3 separate regions of the Mus musculus genome follow, and regions 2 and 3 are each linked to region 1. A link is a contact called in public Hi-C data. All regions are on one chromosome and are shown on one strand. Each heading gives the region's core, a stretch centred on a gene start, on an enhancer-like site or on the middle of the called end of the contact. The rest is flanking DNA. Distances are from core to core; before and after follow the strand shown.

Region 1 (4,895 bases), core at 1,705-4,204:
GCTAGCCAAGTGTGGGGACAATACATATATATTTGAATACTTCTGCTGTTAGGGGACTCATTATTGCTTCAAGCCTCTTACCCCACGCTGGTTAGTTATTTATATTTAGGTAAAACACCGACCCCCTTGAGGCCACAAAGAACATTTCAAATCTCTCTTCCAAATGACAGCCTTTCATAAGTTTGCATACAGCTGTCATGTCCCTCCTGAGTATTTTCTTATTTGGAGCAAAATATTCACATTGTCTCATGGCTCTTAAAGTATGAAAAAAGAACTCTTCTAAATGATGTGTAAGAAAAAAATAATTTAAAATACTCCTTACATAGGTTCTTTGATGTTTAGAAAACCAGAAGATGAGAATGTTGCTGTTCTGAGACAGACAGGAGCTAGTGAATAGAAATGGCTATCTATCTTCATCCTTACAGAGGATGGAGATCCTAGAATATATGCTGTCTGTTGCATGTGTCTTACCATGCAGAAAACAGAGGTTCCTGCAAATTTCTTGAGCACCCGATGTGTTCAATCCATTAAGAAGAATCTTGGCTTCAAATTTTCGCCAGGCCCATCTAGATGGTAAAAACTTTTCCGGTTCATAATGGTTTATGTATCTTTCCGAATGGAATGCTTTAGAACATGAGACTTAGCTGAGAAAAACTATAAGAAGGCTCCAACAAGTTTTCTCAAAAGAACTGACTAGCCCAAGAACACATCTCCAGTCCTTCTAATTCTTCCCCAATCTCCTTTCTCAGTTACCCGACTGAAGCCATGGAACACTCAGTTGGGGCTTTGGTCCCAGGCATGAACTGTAGGCCTAGAGCAGCATGTCGAAGAGAGGAGGAAATGCTCTTTATGCAGGTTTGAAGAAAGGTTCAGGAAATGTAGGCCCTGATTTTATCCTGACAGACATTTAAATAAATGAGGCAGGGTGAAGAATGTCAGTATCACTGTTTAATTTTACATTTCCAGAATATTTCCAAGGGGCAAAATGACTATAAACCTGATGTACTTCTGTATGGCTTTTAGCTGGGGAAGAACCCGGGTTTTTTTTTTTAATGCCACTTATGTAGGCATCGTCATATATACCAATCACAGCATTGCAAAACTGATTCGATTCATAATTGCCAACACAGCAAAGGGAATGGTGGAAATTCTCCAAGGTGAATGACCTCATGCTAGCCGACTGCAAATGGTCAGAAATAACCACATTTTAGAATTTCTGTCAGTTTACTGGCTGCAGTGTACGCTTCAGTAGTTCTAACTCAAGACTATTGATTCTGAATCAGTCATTTCTTGGGTTAACTGAGAGTTAAAAGGGACAAATCTCTTAGCTAAGAGTATAGAGACCATTTGCAGCAGTACTTGGTGTTTTCTGACTTCACATGAAGTAGCCCTTTCCCTCCTGGGTTTCCCACCAGTTGCAAATCTGTGTTGGAAACAGAATCAACTGTAGTGGCGCTATAGGCAGGAGAGTTCAGAGCGTCAGGACGTGGGAAGGAGGCCAGAGAATGATGCAATATTACACTAGCAAGTGATGTCATAGCATTAGTTCCCAAGTCATTTACATAAATGCGAGTTCCCAAGAAACCCTGAGAAATGCCACAGGGAATGCAGGGGGAGGAACCAAGGGAGATCGAGGGGAGGGGAGGAAGCCTGTATTTTCCTGACTATCACTGTGATAAACTTCACTGACTTCCTGGAAGCCAGAGAAACAGCAAAAATCAACCAAGCAGACAAAATCCCTTCTTAGTGGCCCTTTAATCTAGTGGCTCCCTTAGGTAGCAGGTTCACAAAGCTTTGATTTTCTTCATTATTTTTTCACTCCTTGTGATACCCAGGTATTGTCCACTGAAACTGACAGTCACTCTTCAAGTGGTGAAGCAAGTTTAGTAGTGACATAGGCTACCTAAGAGCTCCACATTCTAAAATGGCCTGCCCACCTCATTATAATTTAGAGCAAATCCTCTAATTTTTAAAATTAGAAGCAATGAGATGCAATTCTCAGAGTCAGTCTTATCTAAATGTCAAGGAAATACATTTGCTGGTGATGGGCGTGATTTATGAATGAAGTCAGGTGGAGAGCAAACACCAAGACTTCAGTTTTATTTTGAGCCTAAATAATGAAACACTTATTCATAAAGACATTTTCTTTAGATGTGAGGGTGTGGGGATTAGGGCTTACATATTGTTCCCTAGTATAAGTTAACAAAGGGAGTTCATGACAATGTCTAGTTGGACCAAACTCAGAAGAGGCTGGTAAGCTTTTATTGATTAAAAGATAAAAAACCAGATCAGAGTGCTCCAGGTTAGATCAGTCCCTCAGCACCTTCCTGTCTTCTCTGCTTCCATTCCTTAATAATCCCCATTCACCAAAATGTAATTAAACAAATCCAAAGTCTCCTTCTATAGACAGAAATCCAAGCAGTGCACAACATGCTTAGAGACTCGGGATTAGAGGCTTTCTCAACTGCAGAAGGTGTTTAAGAGCGTTACAAAATCACATCACATTTGGCATAGACCAAAACCAATCAACAAGACCCAACCCTTCCATCCACACAGCACCAGGCTCCGTGGAAGCATAGTCTGGACCCTCACATATTTCCAACAACAATTAAAACTATTTTTCTTCCCCTCCATTGCCTCTATTTCCCCCCCAACACATGTCAGGACATTAGAAGCAGATCATTCAGAGCCAGTGAGAGGAATTTGTAAGTACCTTCCAAGCAGCAGGTCCTCCACAACCCGGAGTGGGTCATTACTTCTTCATTCTTCCTGCTGGTTTCATTGTCACTTGTAGATTTAGTCCTGCACACACCTCTGGAATATAGCCAGTAGTCCGTGCCCACTGCAATGGTCATTAAACTAAAAGCTGCGAAGGCTCCTACAGTAGTGATCAACATCTGGATACCTCTGTCACACATCCTCATAATTCTTCATGGTACTCTGAACGGCTGGGGGTTGGAGGGGTAGATTCAGTGACAGACGGGAGAATCACTCTGCAGCTGGGTAACCTAGGACGGCCTCTTCCAAAAATCCAGATCTCCTTTTGTCAGCATCCACGGGGACTTTGGGAAAGCTGGGATTTCCTGTCTTGGGCTCTCTCCAGTTCCCCGAGTCCTCTATGGCCCTCGGGAGGGTGCGGGCTCCAGGGGGTTGGTCCACATCACTGCCGCGGTCAGAGGATTCCTGGGTTGCTTTCATTCCTCAGGAGCTTGGTGAGGACTAGCGTTTGTGCAGGGCATGGCTTCGGAGCTTGGAGCTGCCAGCTTGGTTTGAGATGCGCCTGGTTTCTCACAGCCCCGAGAGACTCAAGGCAAAAGAAACCCAGAGAGGTCTGGTGTGTGAGCGTGTGAGCGTGTGTGCGTGTGTGCGCGCGTGTGTGTGAGTGTGTGTGTACGTGTGTATGTGTGTGTGTGCGTGTGTATGTGTGTGTGAGTGTGTGTTTGTGTGTGTGTGCGCGCGTGCGTGCGTGTGTGCGAGCGCGTGTGCTGGGGGTGAGGGCGGATGGCAAAAAATAGCTCTGCTGGGAGGCGAGTCGCTGAGAAGAGTGTTCACTGCTTCCCCAGCCTCCCAGGAAAGCTCTCCGCCTGCTCTCCACACCCCCGCGCAAACTGGAGAAAAGGGAGAGTCCTGGGGCGGGGGCCGGCCACTTGCGTCGGAGAGCTGAGGTCCGTGGTGCTGAGCGGACAGCTCCTCTCCTGTTGCCCAGCCTCCCACTTCTCAAGGCCGGGTCGTTGGAGGTCCGTGGTGCTGAAGGGACAGCTCCCCTTGCCGCTGCACCGTTCCTCGTGGTCCTAGTCTAGGAACTCCGGGTGCTGAAGGGTCCCTTCCCTAACACTCTCCTAGTGCGTTCCTAGAGCCAGCCAGCCAGCTCAGCTCTGCGTACTCAAGCCCACAACCAAGCAAAGTTTCGGGAGCCCAGGGCAATCAGCATCAGGGCTTCAGGGCACTGCAGTACGGCGGATCCGGCTCCTCAGAGGGAAGGGTTAAGGACAAGGGCCCACAGCGCACTCTGGCGCGCGCGTTATCTCAGAGCCCACCCCACGCAGCATTCTCTAATCAACCCTCCTCCTCATCCCTGAGCCCAATGAGCCAGGCAACTTTGCTCTTTGCTGCAGGAGTCCACTAGGGAGACAGAAGCCGGGAAAGATCTAATCTTTTTAAAGGGATGGGAGACTGACTGGTGGCTCACTTGGGTGGGCAAAATGTTGTCTATGTGTATTTGTCTCAATTTCATTCCTCAGAAAACAAACCAATATGTCTACCCTCCTGTCTCCGGAGCTCAGATTTACACAGGAGACAGTGTGCTTACATCAGACCCAGAACCATTCATATGTATATGTGAACATATATACCTCTAAAGGGCTGAAGGAACTAAATGTACCTAAACTGTTGTTTACATATCAGGGACCTTGGATGAAGGGATGTAAAGGTTTGATTTCTGAATACACTTCTTAAATATTTTCACACTTTTACATTTGAGGGGGTGGTGAATTCAGGATGAGAGAGCATTGAAAACGTCAGCTTCTCTCCAAAGGCCCTGGTGCTGTTCATTTGTTAACATCTTCTAAGTCAGACCAGGATGCAGGTGTAATTAGGTCTGGGCTCCTTGCTTGCCCAAAGCACAAATGTCATCACACACCTGTGAGTTCTTTCCCTCAGAAATAGCAAATGCTGAAAAGAACTGGCACAGACCAGCTTCCCGGTTCCATATGTTCTAGCATATAGATAAGGACACACACTAAGTTGACTTCAGGCATTCCACCGAATTGCTCTGACCAATTATTTTCTTGTGGGCTGACAGGTAGTAACACCCATTTGGATGCTTGGAATTGAGGCTGCATGCGCTATTTCTACAACCCATGAGATGTGCCCACAACCAGCTGTCATAGTTGAGT
Region 2 (4,895 bases), core at 1,437-3,936, 200 kb before region 1:
TTCTCCAGCACCATGTCTGCCTGGACTCTGTCATGCTTCCTGCCATGATGATAATGGAGTAAACCTCCAAACTGTAAGCCAGCTTCAATTAAATGTTCTCCTTTATAAGAGTTGCCTTGGTTATGATGTCTCTTTATAGCAATAAAACCCTAACTACGACTCCATCTTTAGTTTTGGTTGACCCATGCCTAACCTCCTCCTCTCAATGAGAGTGATTTCAATGGATATTTCTTGAGGTACCAAGTTTTATTGGTTTTCATTGACGAGGTTCAGATGTTCCTCTGAGGATGGATTTGCTGATTAGGTCATTTTGACACATGCTAGGATCATCTGGGAGGTGGGAACTTAAATTGAGAAAGTGTTTCCATTGGATTGGCCTGTAGGCAAGTCTATGGTGACTTTTTTTTGACATGGGAGGGCCTAGAGCATCCCTGAGCTATCGGGCCTGGGTCACAGAAGAAAGCAGTTTGAGCAACCCATGAGAAGCAAGCTACTAAGCAAAGTTCCTCCATGGTCCCTGAATCAGTTCCTGCTTCTAGGTCCTTGCCCTGATTGAGTTCCTGTCTTGGCTTCCCTCAAGAGGATGGACAAGTGATGGAGGCATATAAGCCAAGTAAGCACAATTCTCCTCAAGCTGCTTTTGGTCATGGTCTCTTTTTGGAAACCAAGCAAGAGGCTAGCCTCTGCTATTTCTATTTCAGTTGGCCAAATAGACTCAGAGAAACTTTAGATATCTTCTTTTATGTCTGGCATTAGAAGTTGGGAGAGCTCAAATTTCCTGAGGACTGTACCCAGACTTTTTACATTGGGGTTATTGGCGTGAATGAATAAGAACAGGAAAGTGCTTTGCTAGGAGGAGAATCTGCACTATTCTGTCAGTCCCACGTAGAAACCTTATTAGCTGCTTAATAAGAAAATATAACACAAAGCACCGTTAAGTAGAAACTAGGTGTGGTGAGGCATGTCTGTAAGTTCTAGCAATCAGAAGTTCAAGGTTATCTCAATTACACAGTGAGTTTGAGGGCAACCTGGGATGCTCAAGACTGTCTCACCAAAACAACCAACCAACAGATAAGAAGATAACCAGGTAACTAAAACTGCTTGAAGACATTATTGATTTATTAGAGAGGAAGCAGTTGAAGAGAATTTCAATGCCCCTAGTTTTGGGGAATTAATGATAAAATGGAATTAACACTTGGAGACAGGTACTCTGGGCACTGATGGTTAGATTTGTATGCAAGGGCTGGGACTGAAGAAAAACGCACTGGGGCTGTCTTCCCAGGACAGTTTCCGGCTGCAGACTGGGATCAGCTGGTATCATGGGAGGAAGAATCAGGAGACAGGAAATATTGCTAGGGGTACTCAGGAGAAGAGAAAGAGCCTGCTCCTTTTGCAGCCTCAGTCACCCTCTAATGCCCTCAGAGAACAGAACCTAGCAGGAAGCAGCTAGAAATGCAGAGATGTGCTCTTCCAGTTGCTGGCTCCTGGATCACAAGACCTCAGTGTCGAGTTTGGGGCTGAGAGATAACAGCTTAACAACTGGCACAGGGCCAGCTTGGCCAGAACCTCATCTCACTTCCCTGGGGATAAGAATTCTGGTGGGATGAAGGAAAGTGCCTTTGAGCTCATGGACTTTTGGCATGTGAGTACTCCTAGGGACGAGGTACCACCCTTCAGGGGCTCCTGAAGGCTCATACAGGATCCCAGGGATAGCCAGCATTGGCATCTACAAGGTGGGTGAAAGGAGGATTGTGACAGCAAGAGATGAGAAGATGTTGGCACTGCCTTCATTCCTATTACTCTTTATGGAGCCTACAAACATGGAGGAGAGTGGGAAAACAAGAAGAAGGTGTGTGTGTGTGTGAAAGAGAAAGAGGGGGAGAGGGAGAGGGAGAAGGAAAGGGAGAGGGAGAGAGAGAGAGCATTCAAGGGATTTGTGTTTTTATTTTGACTCTTTGCAATCAGAAATAAGACTTCAGTTCTTGTTCACGAAGGACCATAAGAGCTGTATAGTGTAAGCCCAGAGTTAGCTGAATATCACATTATAGTTTTAACACCAAGTCTGTGCATGATTACTGATTAGAAACTTGAATTTGGATACCGTTGGAGACTTTGGGGAAGTAAAATTCATTCTTTAGTCTGGTGCTCCATGTTACAATTAAACACCAGTTCAAATGATGAAAATACACTGATGTCACAAATACTTACCGAGTATCTACTGTGTATAGGTCTTGTGCTAGATTGACAACGCTGAATGAGATGCGAGCCTCGAAGGAGCCTTTGGAACATTTGCATTCTAGAACAGGGAATAAAGCAGTCACAGGAATTAGCAATCTGTGTAGCTAGCCACTTGACAGGGATGGGCCCTTGTTCTCAGAGGTGGTCAGATGAGGGATTCTATACCTGGGGGAGATGTCACAGACAAGGTGAGCGATCATTTAGATATTAAAGGATTATCAGGATTTAGGCACTCCTAAGGGCAGAAACCATTCATTACTCCCCAGAACAGCCACTCTGGAGGAAGAAGTGCATCATTTTCCTTTGTGCTTCTTGGAAACAAAGCTAGAGATCTTACCAGACACGATATTAAGACTTAATACAAAGATCTGCTTAAAAACGTGTGACATGTGAACCAGAGCCAACAAAAGGAGCCATTGATCAGAGCGCTGTGCCTGGAAACAGGCATCATCAGGGTGACTCAGCAGAGCCATAGAAAAGGACAGTGTTCTCATAAACAGTGCTGGGACAATAGGGGACCAGGACAGAAAAAACATAAAATTAGACCCTTACATCATACCTGCACAAAATCTATTCCAAGAGCATTATGGATCTAACTTTTAGAAGGCAAATAATAAAGCTTTTAGGAGATAATATGAAAGAATGTTTTCCTGACCTCAGGAGAAAATTGTTAAGTAAGATACAAATCACCAGCTATGGATTTGGCTCTGCTCAAATAAGAACTTCTCTTTATTAAAAGGCATTAGTAAGGGCTAGGGCTAGGGCTCAGTGGTAGAGTATTTGCCTGTTTTCCATGGACCCTGAGTTTGATCTCTAACACCAAAGGGAAACTTCATTAATAAGAAAGGCTTCATTAAAAGGTGAAAAGATGAGCCCCACGCGGGAAAAGAGTTGTAATGCAGAATAAAAGGTGTCTTATCTAGAATACAAGTACCCTTCAAGCCAAGTGTTCAGGTACACAGATAATACTACCAATGCAGAGGCTGAGGCAGAGGGATCATAGCTTTGATGTCAACCTGGGATGCCTAGAGAAACCTTGACTCTAAACAATTAAAAGTACTATAAATCACTAAGAAAAATACAAACCAACAAGAAAAAAAAAAACCCACAAAATACTCACAAACCTCATGGCCAATACAAGTGTGAACATCTTCAACATATGAACAATCAATTTTAGGTAAACTGAAGCCACGGTGAGTGGTAAGCAGCCTTCAGGATGGTTCGGAATGGTCGCCATGCCCTGGTGTTTGTAATCTCCCATTTATTATCAGAGCTAGTGTGTATGATCAACAGAAAATGTTGATATGCTGCTCCCGAGTTTAGTTTATGAAAGTCACGTGGAGTTCCATCTGGGTGTTCCCCCCCCCCCATTAGTTTGCTTGGGGAAGCCTGCTGTCCTGTCATAAGCAGTTCCCCGAGGACACTGTGGTCCAACCAATGGAGGCTCCCAGCCACCAGCTGTATCAGGGAGCTGGAAACAGATCTTCCTGCTCAGTTCAACTTCCAAATGACTATGGCTCTGGATAACATCTTGACCTCAGACTCTTGAGAGGCTCAGAACATTCCAACTAAGCCATCTCTGGATTCTTAACCCAAGAACAGGTGTGAGAAAATGCCTGCTGTCTTGTGATTTCTGAAGGCCATCTATTATTCTGCAGCAATAGCCAACAGAGACAGGGAGGGGTACCAGACAGGATGCTCAGTGTTGGTACAGATGCAGAACCATGGGAACGCTGCAGCACACACAGAGAGTGACAGAATCACTTTGCAAAGCCAGGTGTCTGCACCTATAATTTTAGAGCTTTGTTACTTGGCGTTTTTTACTCCTAGACACATGTATACTTTACAGAAGTGCGCTGTCTTGGGTACCAGGAATCATGCACAGTGTTCATGGAGGCAATGCCTGTGATAGCCTCATATTGGGAGTCACCCACATGACCATTCAAAAGGGAATGGATGAATGAATTTGGATGTATCATTATGCATGTTATTAATAGGCTTCAGGGCTATGTGGCTCCGTGCTACATGGAAGTAAACAGGCCTGATTGCCTTTCGATGCAGCTTGTTTAGGACACAGCTGCCCAGAGGCCTGACTTTCTGCTCTCTGCTCTGTGGATGTTCTGGGGCGTTTTATGTGGTGAAACTATGAGCCCAAACAAGGAATTGATCCTTTTTTTCCTGGTTATTTATTTATTTTTATTTTATTTGCATTGGTGTTTTGCTTTCATATATATGTCTGTGTGAGGGTGTTGGATTGCCTTGAACTGGAGTCACAGAGAGTTGTGAGCTGCTGCTGCTGCTGCTGTGTGTGTGTGTGTGTGTGTGTGTGTGTGTGTGTGTGTGTGTGTGTGTGTTGGTTCTCTGGAAAAGCTGTCAATGCCCTTAACCACTGAGTATTCATTCTCTCCAGCCCCAAGGAATTGATTTTTTAAAAAAAGGCCTTGTGGACCTTTTTTTTGTTTGTTTGGTTTTTTTCAAGGCAGGGTTTCTCTGTGTATTCCTGAATGTCTTGGAACTCACTGTATAGACCAGGCTGGCTTCCAATTCAGAGATCTATCTGCCTTTGCCTCCTGAGTGCTGGGATCAAAGTCGTGTTAGCACTCCCCGGCAGGAATTGATTCTCGAAAGGGTAGGATTGTGGTGACTCCTGGAAGTGA
Region 3 (4,895 bases), core at 1,780-4,279, 170 kb after region 1:
GTTCTAGCATATGATTGGCACCATTTTTCTACTTTGTAACTCTGACCAAAATTTTCCAATTTAATCTCAGTCATTTTTTGGTTGGGATTTTTGAGAGAGTAGCACTTAAACGTGTAGACTTGGCTGAGTAGGAATTACCGTTTTTAGTTAGAAAAGGAAAAGCTAGGGCAGATCTGAAAGGAATCCTTCTGTCATGTGAGGGCAGGCTTGTGTCCATTACTTTTAACAAACTAACGTCAGGAGGCTGGAGAGGTAATGTTCCAGTAGCTAGAGAGATGGCTGTGACTGGAGAGATGGCTCGGTGGCCAAAAGTGCTTGCTACCTATATTCAGTTCCCAGCACCCACACTGGACAGCTCACCACTTCTTGTAATTCCTGCTCCAAGAGTCCCAACACTGTCTTATGGCCTCTACAGGTAACCTGTACGGAGGTGCGCATACTCACACACATACACATGCTTTTTAATAATACAAGTACTTTTAAAAATAACACATAAATACACTGGAGTCAGAGGCAACTTGAATGTCCCAAGTCACTCTTATTCTCCTGAGTTCTGAGCTTACATCACTGTGAGACTCATGGAGCTGTGGGTTCCATAACTGACTTTTCCTGAGAGTCAGAATATTGGAAGTCATGGTTATTTTATAACTGAATACACCTAGTGTTAACTGTCTTAGGCACAAGTGCCCCCGATAACTGAAGGGACCTGCGATTCTCAGGGTTACTCTATATCTACTATGACCCCAGACTGTCACAGTCGGAGCCCATAGGTCCCTCCTCATCCTAGGAAGCATTTGAGCAAGTGCCCACTGAGGTCTCCAGCCCAGTCTCCTTATGCCTCGAAGTTCCCAGGAGTGAGAACAATTCCCTGACTGGGTCCTTCTAGGATATAATGTTTGTCACTTTGAATAGGACAGAGCATGTGAGGCTAAATGGAGACAAAAGAGAAACTTGTCAGACCAGAGAACCCCTCCCCATGAACATCTGTTCCCTAGGCTAGCCCTGAGGGTCTTTCTGTATACTGAGGACATCTGTTCTGGGAATTGAGCAGACAAAAAGTCAGCTTTGCCTCTTCTTGTTTAGAGAACGCCTCCCTCCTGTCCCCTGTTGAGGGAGAACAGGGACAAACAAGACTTAATGCTTCCTCATTCACACCCTCAAGAAAGGAACCAAGATGAGGTGCCCATGAGGCCCTGTCTTTGCCTAGGTCCTGAGTAGATGTAGCAAGCAGCCCCCAGTCCCTTCGCTGCAGAGGCAGATGACATGGCTCTGGGCTCTGTTTCGAATGTGATTATTTCTAAAGATGTGACATAAATACTAACATGGGGTCCCTGGAGCTGCAGAGTTGCTACTTGGCAGCTTAATTTGGACATTCAATCAAAACTGTTCACAGTAGCTTTGCACAGCCCAAGCAGCAAAAGCCAGAAGCCACACAATCTGCTCACTGTGATCACTAAGTGATGGGTTTAATTTCCAGACACTTGGGACAGAAGCCTCCCCAGCTCTGAGGAAGGCAGTCTTGCTTCCCTTCTCTGGAGAAACAGTGCATATTTTCTCATTTCTTCAATGGGCTCCCCGTTTTGATAGAAGAGTCCTATCTACATTAACCACATCACTGAGTCATGGAACTCAAAGGATTTTTGAGAACCTGACAGCCACATGCTCAAGTCATGTTCCCCAGGCAGTCGGAGGAAAGAGCTGTCACAGGAAGATAAGTTTTCTGTTTCTTCTACTGTTGTACAGAGGCGATGGGGTAAGAAACAATCTGTTGAAGGAGTCCCAGCAGAGAAATGTCTCCGTGTTATATACTGTCAAATATCCTCGGTAGCGCAGAAGCCATGAAAAAGAGGGAAATGTTCCTGGTAAACCCATTTATCATAAATGCATGACAGAGCGATAGTTAGATGTTGGGGCTGTGTGTGTGCATGGATCAATGGGTAAATGGACAGATGGACAGATGGGTAGGAAGACAGACCAGTGGCTGGGTGGCTGGGTGGGTAGATAGGTAGAGTGATAGATGTTTGCACAGATGGATGTACATATGAATGGCTCAGTGTTTGCATGATGGATGGGTTGATAGCTGAATGGGTAGATACATGGAGGGATGGGTGGGTGATTGGATGGAAGAATGAATCAATAAGTAGATGAGTATATGGATAGGTGAATGGGTGGGTGGGGGGGTGGATGGATGGATGGATCGATGGACAGACAGATGGATAGATAAGTACATGACAGAGGAACATGTGTGGATGATAAAGTAAAGAGCCTAGTCTAAGGGAAGTTGCCATTCCCATTGTCTAATTTTCTGAGCTGTTCATATCTCAAAGCCATTCATGATTAGCACCTTTTGAACTCTCCCCACACGGCCCCTATTCTTTGCCACTGGACATACACACATGTGCAGAGATACACATGTTTCATTCAAAAGACACTTCCAAACCACTCAAGCAAAGAGTTAAGATACCATCTGGCCATGTCATCCTCATCATTGCAAGAGGATTCTGGGGAACCTCTGACATACCTAGGCATTTAGACACTGAGCTCTGGGGATGTCTATGATGTGGGAGCATCCTGGGAAAACTGGTGGGACTTCAAGAACAGCCACCCCAAGAAGGTCACAGCTACTTGCTACCTACTGGAGAAATACTGGTGGTGGTTTTTGGAAGAATGCCTAACCAGACACTGATATAAATCTGATGCTCATCTCCAAAAAGCTTGCATGGCAGAGATAAAGTGCATTCTAGCACAGACCCCACCCCCATCCCTGCCTGGCTAGAATGCTCAGAAGGAAAGGGATGCCCTGCAGAGCCGACCCACCTGAGATACCATCTCTGGCTCACAGAGAGCAAGCCCTAGGATGTTTCTTCCTTCAGCACACAGTGACTCTATATATAATAGGCTATGGCTTTAAATGATTTGTTTCCCCAATTCCCACTTTACTGGATTTTGTCACTTGTGCCCCGAGGCTCTTCCCGCCACCCAGGCCCTGCAGCTAGACATGAGTCATCTCCTCTTGCCTCAGGGAGAGAGTTGTCAGGTGTGACGGAAGAACAAAGGCAGCAAATCCTTGACTTTTTGGTCCTCAAAGCTTCTGTCCCCTCCTTCTTCCCCAGCCACGGCTCAGAAGGTGAACTGCAGGGTGACAGGGAGCGACAGTCCCTTCTCTGCTCTGTGATGCACCCCTCTGGTGCCCAAGCTCTGACTTATACTTGCTTTCAGCACTGGCTTCCACTGCAGCAGCTGCAGGGCTGGGGATGGAGCTGGGTTAGGAAGGTGCCTGCCTAACAAGTCCCTAGCATGAAGGAGGTGTGGTGGTGCACACCTGAATTCCCAGCACCTGGGAGGGAGAGGCAGGGGGATGGGGAGTTCAAGGCTATCCTGACTACAAGAGTAAGTTGGAGGCCAGCCTGGGAACACCTGAGTCTCAAAACAAAAACAAACACAAAAATCCACAGCGAGCTCCCATGCACACCTTGCCCTAATACAAAACCCCAGGACTGGTCCCAGACGCTCAGTCCTAGAGAGAGGCTGGATCCAAACCTGACAGGGGCAGAGCTAGAGCAAACAGCCGAGACGTGTACTTTCCTATGTGTGATGAAAGATCCTCTCTCTCCCAGCCCATAGACTGAGAAGTGGTTTCTCCATCTATTGTCCACAAAACTGCAGCAGGCTAATAGGCAACAGACACCACCCAGACCTCTTGAAGTAAAGACCAAACTGAGTGTTCCGTTACTGTAACAAAACTTCCAGCTTATTCTGAGGCTCCTGAGGTATGAGAACCACCACTTTTGGCCAGCGCTGTCTGACAGAACTTACTGGAAGAATGGAAATGTGTGCTCTCCCTGCTAGCAGCCCCTGGTCACTGGCTGCTGAGGATGTGAAGTCTGGCTATTGTACAGGAAGAACTGAATTCTTTACTTTTCATTTAATTCTCATTGATTCCTATTTAAATGATCCCATGTGGCTGGTGGCTGCCATGTTGTACTGAGCGGCTGGAACACTTACGTCAGTCTCCTGCCTGACAGACCTACCTCAGTACCCTCTTCTTGCAGGTCAGCCTACGAGCTGCAGACAAATTAATCTTCTCGGAGCATAGATCTTATCATGTCGTCCCTGAGCCTGAAACACTCTCAGTGACTCACCATCCCTTTCTGAGTCGAACGAAGTCCATTTCCTTCTGTTCTTTTTTTTAATAAGACTAAAAATGACTTATCTCAGAATATGATTTTTTAAAAAGACTAAATAATTGTAATACATGACGATGAGTGAGCTCCTGTAAAAGACTTGTACTGAACGCAGGTTATACATGAATCTCATTTAATCCTCACCAAAACCTTATGATATACATATAGGGCTCTCTCTCCACTTCACTTATGTGAAAACTGAGCTGAGGAGGTTGAACGATGCATCTGACATCCCATAGCTGTCAATAGAAGAGCAGGATTGGAACCCATGCCAGTGCTGGGGACGATGGTGAGCTCTGTAGTTTAAGGAACTTCAAGTTCAAGGATAGCATGGTCTACTTGGTGACAACCAGTCTCAAACACCATGACTATACAACTATCTCTAAGACATCCCCCTAATCCTGGCAGGTTTTCCTGGGTCAAGTTTGATGTTGAATGTGCCCTCTCTTGGTTCGTCAGTGGTTGCATTCCCATGGAAGCAGCTTCTAGGGCTCCGTGAAACATGGGCACACTTGTTCTTTTGAAGTGAACAAGCGAAAGCTGTCATCAGATGTCTTGGATGCCTCTGGGTAAAGATTAACATATTTATCCCCAAAATAGCATATCTTTGCATCTCAGATGGTATATCTGGCACATCTTAAGGGAAGTCAGCACGTCATTCATCAAGGTGTTAACAAACAAACAAACAAACATGATGGAGGACCTTTTAAA

Evidence for each region. A called contact is a pair of places that touch in the nucleus more often than the background predicts.
Region 2: a Hi-C map of the N1E-115 cell line shows a contact between it and region 1, with 2.6 times the contacts expected there. The contact joins the enhancer-like site here to the promoter of Cacng3 in region 1. A contact is called at or near these places in 11 of 39 promoter capture datasets (the C10 cell line, cranial neural crest, embryonic stem cells and 5 more), 1 of 15 datasets of contacts at CTCF or cohesin (large pre-B cells), 2 of 484 Hi-C or Micro-C datasets (the N1E-115 cell line and ventricular fibroblasts), 3 of 115 datasets of contacts at active chromatin or transcription factors (SST interneurons, embryonic basal ganglia and forebrain) and 4 of 9 other capture datasets (adipose tissue, embryonic stem cells, liver and 1 more).
Region 3: a Hi-C map of the N1E-115 cell line shows a contact between it and region 1, with 6 times the contacts expected there. The contact joins the enhancer-like site here to the promoter of Cacng3 in region 1. A contact is called at or near these places in 17 of 39 promoter capture datasets (the 3T3-L1 cell line, the C10 cell line, Sertoli cells and 10 more), 3 of 15 datasets of contacts at CTCF or cohesin (CD8 T cells, embryonic stem cells and pro-B cells), 36 of 484 Hi-C or Micro-C datasets (B cells, ECoMG myeloid progenitors, the G1E-ER4 cell line and 18 more), 15 of 115 datasets of contacts at active chromatin or transcription factors (PVALB interneurons, SST interneurons, embryonic basal ganglia and 10 more) and 5 of 9 other capture datasets (adipose tissue, embryonic stem cells, liver and 2 more).

What each region holds. Positions count from the first base shown.
Region 1 is chr7:122,669,803-122,674,697 of GRCm38.p6, reverse strand. Cacng3 (calcium channel, voltage-dependent, gamma subunit 3) reads right to left here and starts at 2,954. Exons shown (of 4, transcript NM_019430.2): 1 at 2,714-2,954. The coding sequence starts at 2,924.
Region 2 is chr7:122,870,207-122,875,101 of GRCm38.p6, reverse strand. No RefSeq gene overlaps it. Among named protein-coding and RNA genes, the nearest start is that of Gm39082, 52 kb to the left of the region's middle. Within about 2 kb of position 2,686, at least 19 of the 459 cell types and tissues checked have an H3K27ac peak or open chromatin away from gene starts, as enhancers often do. A contact at or near this core is called in the N1E-115 cell line, where this site is marked.
Region 3 is chr7:122,496,810-122,501,704 of GRCm38.p6, reverse strand. The region is part of intron 5 of Prkcb (protein kinase C, beta); the gene reads right to left. Among named protein-coding and RNA genes, the nearest start is that of Cacng3, 170 kb to the left of the region's middle. Within about 2 kb of position 3,029, at least 14 of the 459 cell types and tissues checked have an H3K27ac peak or open chromatin away from gene starts, as enhancers often do. A contact at or near this core is called in the N1E-115 cell line, PVALB interneurons, SST interneurons and 1 more, where this site is marked.